Linked DNA regions of Sus scrofa: region 1 is linked to region 2. A link is a contact called in public Hi-C data. All regions are on one chromosome and are shown on one strand. Each heading gives the region's core, a stretch centred on a gene start, on an enhancer-like site or on the middle of the called end of the contact. The rest is flanking DNA. Distances are from core to core; before and after follow the strand shown. Region 1 holds the start of EMP2 (epithelial membrane protein 2). Region 2 holds the start of DEXI (dexamethasone-induced protein).

Evidence for each region. A called contact is a pair of places that touch in the nucleus more often than the background predicts.
Region 1: a Hi-C map of skeletal muscle shows a contact between it and region 2, with 3 times the contacts expected there. The contact joins the promoter of EMP2 here to the promoter of DEXI in region 2. A contact is called at or near these places in 1 of 5 promoter capture datasets (liver), 4 of 47 Hi-C or Micro-C datasets (embryonic fibroblasts, heart right ventricle, psoas muscle and 1 more) and 1 of 2 datasets of contacts at active chromatin or transcription factors (skeletal muscle).

The regions. Positions count from the first base shown.
Region 1 is chr3:32,445,988-32,451,898 of Sscrofa11.1, reverse strand. EMP2 (epithelial membrane protein 2) reads right to left here and starts at 1,397. Exons shown (of 5, transcript XM_021086642.1): 1 at 1,259-1,397.
Region 2 is chr3:32,156,773-32,162,393 of Sscrofa11.1, reverse strand. DEXI (dexamethasone-induced protein) reads right to left here and starts at 2,172. Exons shown (of 2, transcript XM_003124598.4): 1 at 1,219-2,172. The coding sequence starts at 1,652. The coding sequence ends at 1,365. It overlaps CLEC16A (protein CLEC16A), which reads left to right and starts at 4,051. Exons shown (of 25, transcript XM_021086617.1): 1 at 4,051-4,334. The coding sequence starts at 4,255.

The DNA of each region.
Region 1 (5,911 bases), core at 148-2,647, 290 kb before region 2:
TGATCATTTTCACCACTTGTAAGTGTAGAATTCAGTGGCATCTGAATACATCTACAATATCGTGTAACCAATGCCACTACCTACACCCCAAATTTCCATCCTCCCCAACAAAGACTCTGTACCTATTAAGCAAAACCCCCCATCTCTCTGCCCCACAATCCTCCTTTCCAGCGCTGGGAGGGGTCCTATTCCAGGTGCCTCTTATCAGGAAATCATACAGTATTTGGGCCACTGGCTTCTTAAGACCCTCTCTGGGCCCCTTACCTTATTACTTTCTGCCTGTCACTCTTTAGGCTTGTCACTGCATTTTAGACACAGCAAGGGTACAAGGTCGCTCCACCCCACATCACAGCTTTGGAGCTTGGGAGGGACACTGCCCCCTTTCCCAAATCTGAAGCTGGACTGTCATTCTTGTTCCGAAGGAAGAGATGAGCTCTGTGGCTTAGAGGGAGAGCTTTGCGCTGCGGGGGTCTCCCTCGGGCACAGGTGCCCCCAACTAATCTCCACCTAGGAAGTTCCCACACCAGCCCCAAATTAGGCCCTCCCCGGGGTGCATTCAGGACCCTGGATTTGGGGAGAATATAGAGTCCTTCTATCACGAGCACTAGCCTCCCCGTTCTCTGGACCCATGGATGGCGCTCTCAAAGCCCGCGAAGCCCAACCAGAGTGGAGAGGGGATCACCCAAGCGGTGCCACCAGCTCCCCCACCGCCCCAGACCCACAGCCGTTGCTCCTCGCCGCTAGGGGGCGCCACGGAGCCGCCGCCGCCGCCGCCGCGGGGGCCGAGACGGGACCCACGGACCCGGCCCGGGCGCAGCCTGTCCCGCGCGCTGGGCGAGGCGGAGGGCCGTGCGCCAAGACGCCAGGGGCCTTCACGCAACGAGAGGGGGGCTGGCCTGGACTCCGAGAGCCCTGGGAGTGGAGTTGGCGGGACCGAGGGGAGTCGCCCTGACTCCTCCCCAAACTTTTCCCGCCCGCCTCGGCGCAAGAGGCGAAGGAAGCAGTCCGGGGGTGGGGAGGTGGAATTCCAGGTCCCGAGCGAACTCGACGCAGGCGGGACGTCTGCGCCCTCGCAGTCTGGCCGAGGGACAGGGGCTTTTCGGCCCCATGGGCCTCGGCCCCTCCCTGCCCGCTACCAATTGCAGGCACCTCCCTGGGTCCGGTAGGTGCAGGGGCCGCTCGCGTCCCCGCTGCCCCGGCGCTCCCTGCCCCGAGCTCCCAGACCTGCGCGCGGCTCCCGGGCGCGACCCCGACTCACCGGGCGCTGGCGGCTGGACGGACCGACCGGCTGGGGCGCGAGGCGAGGCCGCCGGGCTGTTTTGAAGCTCTGGGCTGGGACTGCGCGCCCTCCCTCCTCCCTCTCGGTGGCGCCGAGCCTCCTCCCCACGTCCCCCCTCCTTCCCGATCCCGCCTCCCGGGGTGTGATGTCAGGAGCGGGGAAGCGGAGTGGGAGGAACCACGGGAGGCGGGTGGGGGCCGCTGGAGAGAAAGGCCGGAGCCCGGGGAGCGACCCCAGCCCCAGCCCGCCTTCCTTCGAGCTTCCTCCGAGCTGGAAGGCTCTCTGCGCTGCGCCCACTCTGGAAGTTTCCAGCTTCCCCTTCTCCTTCGCATCTTCTCCCCAGTTCTCTTCTCTCAGGGTAAGGGTTAAGGACCAGGGTTCTGGAATCCTTACTTTAGAACCCCTTCCCTAGCACTTTTCATTACTTAGGGATCTTCTGCTTAATCTTTCCTACCTCAGTTTCCCCTCTGGAAATGGGAGTCACGATAGGACTGATTTCCTGCAAGGGTCATAGGCGCGCAGTGCCTGGTACATAGTAAGTGCTCGATCAGCCTCAGCTGTGGTTATTTTTCCTATTTGACATAGAGTCCCTGGCCTTGGTGGGAGGTGGCCAGGCAACCAGGGATCCATTAGGACTCCACCAGAGTCTGCCCAGCCCATGCCCCCCGCCCAGGCACACCCGCACACAAAACACCAGCCGTATCTTTTGAAACCACGACCCTGGAATTTATTGTCCCTGGAAATAACATCAAAAGACAAACCACCCCAAGTCTTGCTCTCCAGCCCCCAGTGTCCCCATTTAGAAACTGAGAGGGTTCCTCTGGGCTGGAGGCTCTTGCAGGCTACAGGAAAAAGCCAGAGGGGCCTGAGCCTCAGCGGTGGGGTGTGCAGGAAGAGGAGAATTTACTGTATTGAAAAAGGGAAGAAATTCCAAACCAGGACCACAGCATATTACAGTATATTTTAAAGCTTTTAATTTAACATGTTAATGTTATTTGCACCCACCCCAAAATATAAGGCAATGGACTTGTGCCACTAACAAAAGAATCAGAAATCCTCTCAAGAAATGCTAACTTATTGTGCAGTAGCTGGTCTAGCTGAGAAGCCATGCTTAAATTTTCTGATGCCCAGTCTCTCTCTCTCTCTTTTTTTTTTTTTTTTTGTCTTTTTTTTGTCTTTTTAGGGATGCACCTGCAGCACATGGAAATTCCCAGGCTAGCCGTCCTACACCACAGCCACAGCAACGCCATATCCCAGCTGTGTCTTCGACCTACTCTGCAGCTCACAGCAACACCGGATCTTTAACCCACTGAGTGAGGCCAGGGATTGAACTGGCATCCTCATAGATACTAGTTAAGGTCGTTATTGCTGAGCTATGACGGCAATGCTCCAGACATTTTTCAATCTTGTTGCAGAGTTCTGCAAAGAGAGAGCCTCCTTGGGTCTAAATTAGAGATCTGAGGGAGATCTGGGGCCCCTTGCAAAGGGCTACCCCAAGACCCAAGTCTTGAGGTCCCTCAGCTGCTCTAGTGTCTGATCTGCCACATCTTTTTAAATTCTGATATTCTATGGCTAGTCAAGACTTTCATTTCCCAAGCAAGAGAGGGGGCAGAAAGGTGTTCATTTTGAGCTGAGGCCCCACGTAAAAGGGGAGGACAGTGGGGTCTGGCTGCCACAGAGGAGGCCATACAGGGCCCAGTCACCAGCAGGGATGGGGATGCTTGCCTGTCCCATGGCCACCTGAGAACGCCCAGAAGGCTCTGGCAGAATGGACACCTGCAGCAGGTGGGTTTCTTCCCTTTGCTGAGCCCTCACTCTGTGCCAGTTACTTTACAAGCCCTGCCATCTGTGTGACCCAGCAGCCCATGAAGAAACTGAGGCTCAGAGAAGCTACTTCAATAACTTGCCCAAAGTCCCTATTTGGGTGGGAGCTTGGATTTGAACCTGGCTCACCTCTTCCCATTACATTGCACTTTGCAAAATGTTAACCAGGGTCCAGCCATGATTTTTATCATATCCACAGGCCACCTGAACTAGTATACACTTAATATTTTTCTTTAAGTCAACTCTGTTTTTTAACTATATTTGTTTTTTAAAAGGAAGCTCTATATCATCGTGATAAACAGGAAACCAATGCCAACCACCAAAAATAGAAGACAAACTTGAAATATAAACACTGCCCAAAGAAAACAGTGTTAGTACTTTCTAACTAGATACTATTGCATGAAAGAGTCCATGAACCTGAGGTTTAGTGTCTATTGAAAAAGGAGTTCAGCAAGTGTTAGGGTCACGCTAGCATAGAAGGAGAAAGTCTCCTTCTTGTAGTCAGAACTATTGCAAGATCATTGGAAAAGGGAATTCTGTTCTCACTCCGTGCGTCCTCCTAAAATCCCCTCCCACGCACCTGCTGGTGGGGCGTGGCCCACACAGGGAAGCACCTGGCCAGACAGCAAAGATGCCTCTCTAGGACTCAGAGAAAGGAATGATCGATTGCATTTCTCACCTGCTTCCCAGGCTTCTTCAGAGCCCCACCTACCTGTGCAATCCACCTGCCACTTGCATCTCTAGTTTTCTCTCTTTAAATATGTGCCTGTCTCTCCAGGAAGATTGGAGACAGAAACCTGCCTCACACCCACTCTATCCCTGCTCCAAGTATTTCATTAATGGTTTGAAATCTCAACATGGTGTGGGCAAAAAGTAAGAGTGTGTTCGATTGAGTTCTGGGTCCCAGTTCTTCAGCCCACTATGCAGTAGGGTATATCCACACTGCAGCTCTAGCCTCCTGGCAAGGAGAGCATTCTTCCCGTCTCAGCCTCGAGCTAAGCCATGTGACTGGTTTTGACCAATGAGAGGTTTGCAGACTTGACACACGCAAAGGCTGGGAATGTGCTTGGGCGATAGGGCTTGCCCTCCTGCGCTTTTGCCATGTGCATATGCAGAATATACCCCCGGTGGCCCATTGGCTCCAGAAAAATGAAAGATATGGAAGCAGAGCTTTCCTACATGACCCACAGAACTTCCATCTGGGACGCAGAGCTGTTCCAGCCAAGCTTCAGACACGTGAATGAGAAATGATGTCCACTGTTGCACATCACTGAGGCATCAGGGCTGTCTATTTCACAGCTGTAGCTAGTTGATAAAAGGATCATCTCATATGGAGAAAGAGAACTGTACATACAGCATCTTGAAGGCATGATGGAGAAGGCTGGGAGGTGGTGATGGTTGGCTCTGGGTTGGGGAGCAAATATATTTGAGAAATCAGTCATCTCTTGTGTGTCCTTTCTAGCTTGAACGTTTTAAGGTTCTTCCAGTTTCTTATAACCTGTTCCTATTGACTCTTTTCAGTTCTCAGAAGGAATGACTTGGGGTGTCCATGCCTAGGAGGCTAATCTGATCCATCACCTCAACACAATCCAGTAGAACATGGAGTTGTAGCAGAAGAGCTGATGGAGAAGAATATGTGGGTTCTGGTCAAAAAAGATGGCGCTCTAAAAGAAACTGTGGTCTCAGTTCACAGTCATGGTGAGAATAGATCAAATATGAATGTGATTCAACCCTTGAAACCTGCTTTTGGTTGGTGGGTGTTTCACAGATGTCATGGGTTTTACTAACTTCCATTCAGTAACCATTTCCTTTGAAAACAAACTGGTAGATAAGATGGCCCACATGGTCTGCCTCCTGGTGTCCTCGCCCTTGTGTACTCCCCTCCCCTTGAGTATGGGTGGGACATAATGACTCTTAATGACTAGAATAAAATGAAACAATGATGGGATGTCACTTCCATAATTAGGTTTAAGAACCATGACTTCTGTCTTACTGAGACATTCTATTGCTTGCATGCTCTCGTGATGGAAGCTACCAGGTTAGAGAGACCCACATGGCAGAGAACTGAGGGAAGTTCTGGTAAAGAGCCAGCCAGGCACAGAGGCCTCCGTCCAACAGCTCCCAAGGACCATAATTCTGCCAATAACTATGTGATCTTGGAAGAAGATCCTTCCCCAATTGAGCCTTCAGATGAGACCTCAGCTGTGGTCAATACCTCAATGGCCCTGAGGCAGAGGATCCAGCTAAGATGCCCAGCTTCCTGACCCACAGAAACTCTGAGTTAAATCTGTGTTGATTTAACCTGCTAAATTTTAAGGTGGAGGTGGGGTGGCTGGGTTCTATTGCAGACTTTGTATCTATCAGTCAAGATAGAGTAGGTTATGGCATGATAACAAATGATCCTATAATCTCTGTGGCTTACAACACAAGTATTAATGTATCTTGCTCATATTATATGTCCACTAGGGATTGATTTTTACCATGCGTCCATATCTTTACTTCAGGACACAGGCTGGTGGAGCAGCCTCTCTATGGACCATTGCTGGTCTCGGGAAATCGGGACGATAAGATGATAAACCACCCACTGGCTATTAAAAGCTTCTGCATGCTCACATTTCATTGGCAAAGCAAGTCATGAAGCCAAGCAGCAAAAAAATCTCCCACTAGCCATGTTATCTTGGCAAGCCACTTCATCTCTTAGGGTCCAACTTTGCATTTGGCTTACAGCTCTAAATGCTTCGGGATGTTGGAATAGAGCAAGCACATCCAGAGGCCTCGCAAGCAGCATTTTCTCTTGGCTACTCTGGA
Region 2 (5,621 bases), core at 923-3,422:
ATGAAGTTTTCTTCAAAGAAATCTCACTGTCAGCCCCTCAGGGAAGACCCTGCCCCCAGCACTGCTGCCCACCTTGTATCATCTTGACTGGTCATCTTGGCTAAGACAAGCAACAGAGGAGGAGGTAAACAGCGTGCTTGGGTGAATGGCACTAGCATCAATTTTCCGTAAGAAGCCCCTGCCCACCGCTTCAGTATCCCTGCTCCACTGCCACTCAGTGGAGCCACTCAGTGCCTAGCATCGTCCAGCTGAGGGGCTCAGTCAAGGAATTCCTGGGTGCCCAGTGAACCCTCACCAGTCCTCTCTCATCTAGTCCAGCTGCCCCTCCTCCTTGCTAGGACTTTGGCCAAGTCTTCCCCCTTCCTGGATCTTCATTTCCCTCCTACTAGCACACAAGGTGGGGCTGGACACAGTTTCCAGCTGGCGGCCTAGAGGCAGGACTTTAACGCCTCAGGGCAATGATCCCATGGTCCCTTTGCCTGCTGGCCAAAGAGCCCCTTGAGGCCTTGCAAACACTGCAGGCAAGGCCACGCCAGCACCAACCCCCAGCTTGCCTGGTCTGTGAAAGCAGCTTGCGAAACTGACAGCCCCTGCAGATTTGAGCTGCAGAACGGAACTGATGAGCGGGGCACCCTGAAACCTGACTCCAAAACAGCAGCCAAGCCAAGACCAAAGGAAGTACAACGTCCTTTGCTGAAGCAGGTTTTTCCTCTCAGTGTCAGCCGGGAGCCCTTGCTCTCAGTCCCCGGCCAGTCCTCCAAGGGGCCACAGGACAAAGGTGATCAGGGCCTGGCTTCCTACCTCTTTTAACACTGCAAGTCTTTATCCTTCCAGGACTAGTGGGAATTCCCCCAAAGCCAAGGTCACCATCAAGACAGGTTAAGGATGGGGGGAGGAGTTGACAGGTCTGCCTTAAATGGATTTGGGTGCAAAGGCTTTTCCCACAAGTTTTGGCACTTGGTACTATGGCTAACCAAGATGCCACTTAGGTCCTGCCTCCCTTCCCTTCTTCACCAGCTGTAAGCCTTGCTAAGGGGAAGCTTTCCTGCCCTAAGAGTCTCAAAAGAGTCCAGCCATTCCTGGCATCCAAACAGACCTAGGGGAAGTGGATGGAGGAATCAAAAGTCTGGGGTAGGGTTGTGTGTCCGGCTTGGGATGCCTCCCTCTTCCTAGCCAGCGCCCCAACCCGCCCTCATCCTGCGCAGAGAGGGCACTTACAGGCCTTGGAGGCCGGAGAGGGCCTCGTCCTGGGGGTCCCATCCCTGGCCTGACGGTGCCCTCAACCAGCAGCGGCAGCATGATCTAGGCGCTGGTCCAGGTCGAGGGTTGCGGGTCGTAGGGGGAGCGGGGGACAGCAGCCAAGCCTACTCCAAGTAACCATCGAAGACGTCGAGCTCCGAATCGGCATCGTAGAGGCCCGAGCCGGGGTCAGAGAGCACGCCGAGGTCCACGAGCGCCTGGTCCATGTCCTCGGGCAGGAAGACTAGGCCCACGTTAAGGACGATGTACTCCATGAGAAAGGCGTAGTATAGGATCAGCACATTGACGAAAAAAAGGCCCACGTAGAACATAGAGGGTAGCAGCGGCGGCGGCACGGAGGGGACCAGGGGGCCCAGCGCGTCCAGGTGGGCCGCGACCCGGGCGCCGGGCATGCAGGGGGCGGCGAGGGCGGCAGCAGCCCGGCGATCTCAGCGAGCTCAGCCGCTGCGGCGCCCGGCCAGCCGGCGAGCGGGCAGCTCAGCCATCCAGGGCCGCCCCGGGGCTGGCCGAGGCGGCGCTGGGCCCCGGCGGTGCCCCGGGGGATGTGCGTTGGCCCCTGCAGACGCACCCGGGCCCCCGAAACGTGCCAGGCGGGTCACCCCACCCCCAGAGGTGCCCACACGGCCCTGTAGATCTGCCCAGCGGTCAGGCGGATCCCCCTGAAGTAGCCGGCGGCTGCCCGGCTCCTCCGATGTGTCCCGCTCGCGCTCACGGGCCCTCGCAGCGCCTGCGGGGACCCTCGCCGCGGGTCATCTCAAGGGCCAGTCCCGGCGGCGGTCTCTTCAGCCGCGCCCAGCCGTTCCTCGAGCCCTCTCCGCGCCCCCGAAGGCCCAGCGCCCATAGCTGCGGCCGCCGCGTCGCTCTCCTGGTCGCATTCCGAGCACCGCCTCCGGAGCAGCCCCGCGCTGATTGGCCCGCCGCCCCAGCCTGCGCTGATTGGTAACCTCAAAGCCAACACTGATTGGCCCGAGCCGTCAGATGGGCGGGTACCTCCGCGCTCCGCCCCTCGAGGTGCTGGCTGCTGAGTTTCTTTCCTAGTTCCGGACTCAGAGCAGATCTGGAATACAATTTTCTCAGTGAATCCGCGACGGAGTAGGGGGAAGGGAAAGAGTTAGAACACATTTCAAACCTAGACGTATCCTAAGGCTACCAAAACTGAGGGAAACCTTGGTTTCATTAGCACCTGCTGGATTTGAGTATTGGCGCCAAGCCTTTTTGGGAGTCAATTTACCAGTTGAAAAAAGAGGCAGGGTCGGGGCGGTGGACCTTACCAGTGAAAATTTTGGATTTCCCTGAAGTGGCAAATTGTCCTCGGTGGGGAAGATCGACCAGTCCCCTTCATCTCTCCAAATTCTGGCTGCTGGAAGGTCCAGCCCCGCGGTACGGGGCGGGATGGGAGTGGGGGGAATCTGCGTAATAAGGCAGGTCAGGTCTGCAGCAGGAGAATTGCTTCTTGTTTTTACTTTGAGAAACTTGTTTTAAAGCAGTAATAATGCACGTGGTTTTAACCAAGAAATACACAGAAAAGTAATTTCCCTCTGATTCCCCTCCTCAGGGGCAACACCTGTACATCCACCAAGCAACTGATCTTGCCCAAAGCACCCTCCAAAGCAGTTAAGCAGGCCACACTGAGCTGGGTGCTTTACATGCATTGCTTAATTGCAGCCAGATGGGGAAGTGTAGTATGTCATCCCTTTCTACAGACGAGAAAACTGAGAAACAGAAGGACTCTGGAAGCTTCTGGGCCTGTGGGTGTTTGGAGGACAGAACCTGCCCTATTTTCTCCATGACTGTCTCTTGCTCCTTTAGGTGAACTGCAGAGCAAACCATTAATCCTCCAACTGGTGAAAATGAAACAAACTGTCATTCATTTATTCACTCTGCCAACACTTGTTGAACACCTATTATGTGCCAAACTTTGTGCTAGGCATTGGGGAGAACATTGGCTTCTTAGTCCAATTCTGTCCTAAGCGACACAGTAGACCTTTGATAACTATGAGGTGTAGAAATGAATACATAGGAAAAAAATTGCCTCCACAAAATTTCTCCCTCCTAATCCAGAAGAGAAATGTAGATACATCTTGGCTGGTGTAGGAAGCTGGGTATTTCCTTATTTTTAAAAACGTGGTTGTTTTGGAAATGGTATGGATTTTGGGTGAAGACCAGAGAACTCTGAAAGTACAGGACGTTCAATTTTGGTACATTGTTGCTTGAAGGCCTTTCAATATTTATTTTTTAATTTTAGTAGAAAAAGAAAAGTTGTGAGGATAATTCAGACTGTTACCAATTTGGTGCAGTTTTGTTCATGGGGGATAAAAACCAGGGTGCCTGGGTTTGAACCCTGGTTCTGCCCCTTAATAACTGTTATGACCTTGGACAAGTCAACCCTTCTGTGATTCAGTTTCCTTCTGCTAAAAACAGAGATAATAGTACTCACCTCAGAGGGTTTTTAAGAGAATTAAATGACAATATATGTAAGCCGCTTAGGGCAGTGGCACATAGTACGCCAAGCAACAGGTATTCTTATTCTTATCATAAAGCTAATAATTATTAATATTGTGGTAACTTTTATTCACGCATCTTCACGGACTCATTTCTTAGGGCTTCGCCCATAGCTTTCCCGTTCCCGCCCATCCAAGCAATACTGCGGACTACCCCCGTCTCGCTCCGCCTCTTTTCCGAGGCCGCTGGCCCGCAGTTGCGTGATGCACGCTGGGCCTTGTAGTTCGTACGTAGAGTCCTGGCAGCAGGGGCGTCGAGGGTGAACTGCATTTCCCAGCTCTCCTCGTGGCGGCGGCCGTAAAGCGCGGCGGTCGAACGGCCGGTTCCGGCTGAATGTCAGTGCGGGGCTGTGGGCCGGATAGGAAGGTGGTTGGTGGTGTCCCCGCCACCCCCTTCGTTACCTCCTCCGTTTCTGCCGCCGCAGCAGGCGTCCAGCCGCTCAGCCGCTCGGGCATGAGACCGTGAAGCAAGCAACGGGCCAGGGCCGCCGACATGTTTGGCCGCTCGCGGAGCTGGGTGGGCGGGGGCCATGGCAAGTCTTCCCGCAATATCCACTCCTTGGACCACCTCAAGTGAGTGTATTGGGGCAGAGGGGGGAGGCCGCGGGGCTGGACGTGGGGTTGGGGGCGCATAGCCCTGGGCCGGGGGCGCTGGGAAGTGTGAGAGCGGAGGCGGAGGGCTGAGAGAGGCGCCCGAGAAAAGCTGTGTGGTAGTTAAGAGCTAAGGGCTCTGCGCTCAGGGCGCCTGTGTTTGAACCCTGACCCCGTAGCTCCTCTCTGTGTGACCTTGGGCAAGTCGCTTGGTTTCTCAGAGTCTCGGTTTTTGCATCAGTAGAGTAAGGGGATGAGATTTCAGTTTACGGATGCAGATTTCGTTCTTGCCCGGGTCGGACAATGGGCACCAAGCTTCCCCGGGGTGGTACTTCTTAGGCTGGACAGCTTGGGGGTCGGAGGTTTGGATCCTGGAGTCAGAGACATGTGGGTTCGAATTTAAGTGTGTGAATTTAGGCTTCTGTTTCCTCAGTGGTAAAATGGATATAGTGACAGCCCCTGCTTCCTACCATTCTTTTGTGGGTAGAATAAGAGAATGTACAAAAAATTGGAAGCTTGTCCAAGTGCTTGATAAAGGACAGTATTTTTTTTTTTAAATTAGTTTCTTAGGAGAGTCTAAAGAGGGACTGTCAGAGTAGAGCTTTGGGTGAGGACAGGTGGCAGAGGTGGTCCTGGGAAGCAGAAAGAAGTACAGAGTGGCTTTGCAGTCAGATCTGCATTCAAATCCTGATTCCACCATTTAATGGCTGTGTGACCTTGGACAAATTGCTTCACCTCTCTGAGCCTCTGATTCCTCATGTGCAAATGGGGGTGACGAACATTGCGCAAGGATTCAGTAATGCTGTTCGTGGAAATAGATCGATCCGCTGTCTGTTATTCAGTAGGTGGCCAATAATGGTAGCTGTGTTTATTAGCTGGGCAAGGGCTTCTCAGACCACCCTACCTAAACTGCTTCCCTTACCCCAATTCCTTTCTGTTAGAGCTTTCTCTTGATTTCATTCGTTTGATTCATCTCCACTATCTGCAGTTACCCTGTTGTTGTTGTTGTTGTTATTTGTTTTTTTTTTTTTTTTACTACTTTTCTGTTTTCTCCTAACCTGGTACCTCCAGGAGGCCAGAGAACTTGTTTTGCTTACGCCTGTATTCCCAGCATCTAGCTCTGTGCCTGGCACACAGTAGGAGCTCAGTGGATACTTAAAGAATGAAAAACATGGGAGTTCTGCTGTGGCACAGTGAACTAAGGACCCGGTGTTTCCGCCGCTGTGGTGGAGGTCACAACTGCAGCTCGGATTCAGTCCCTGGCCCTGG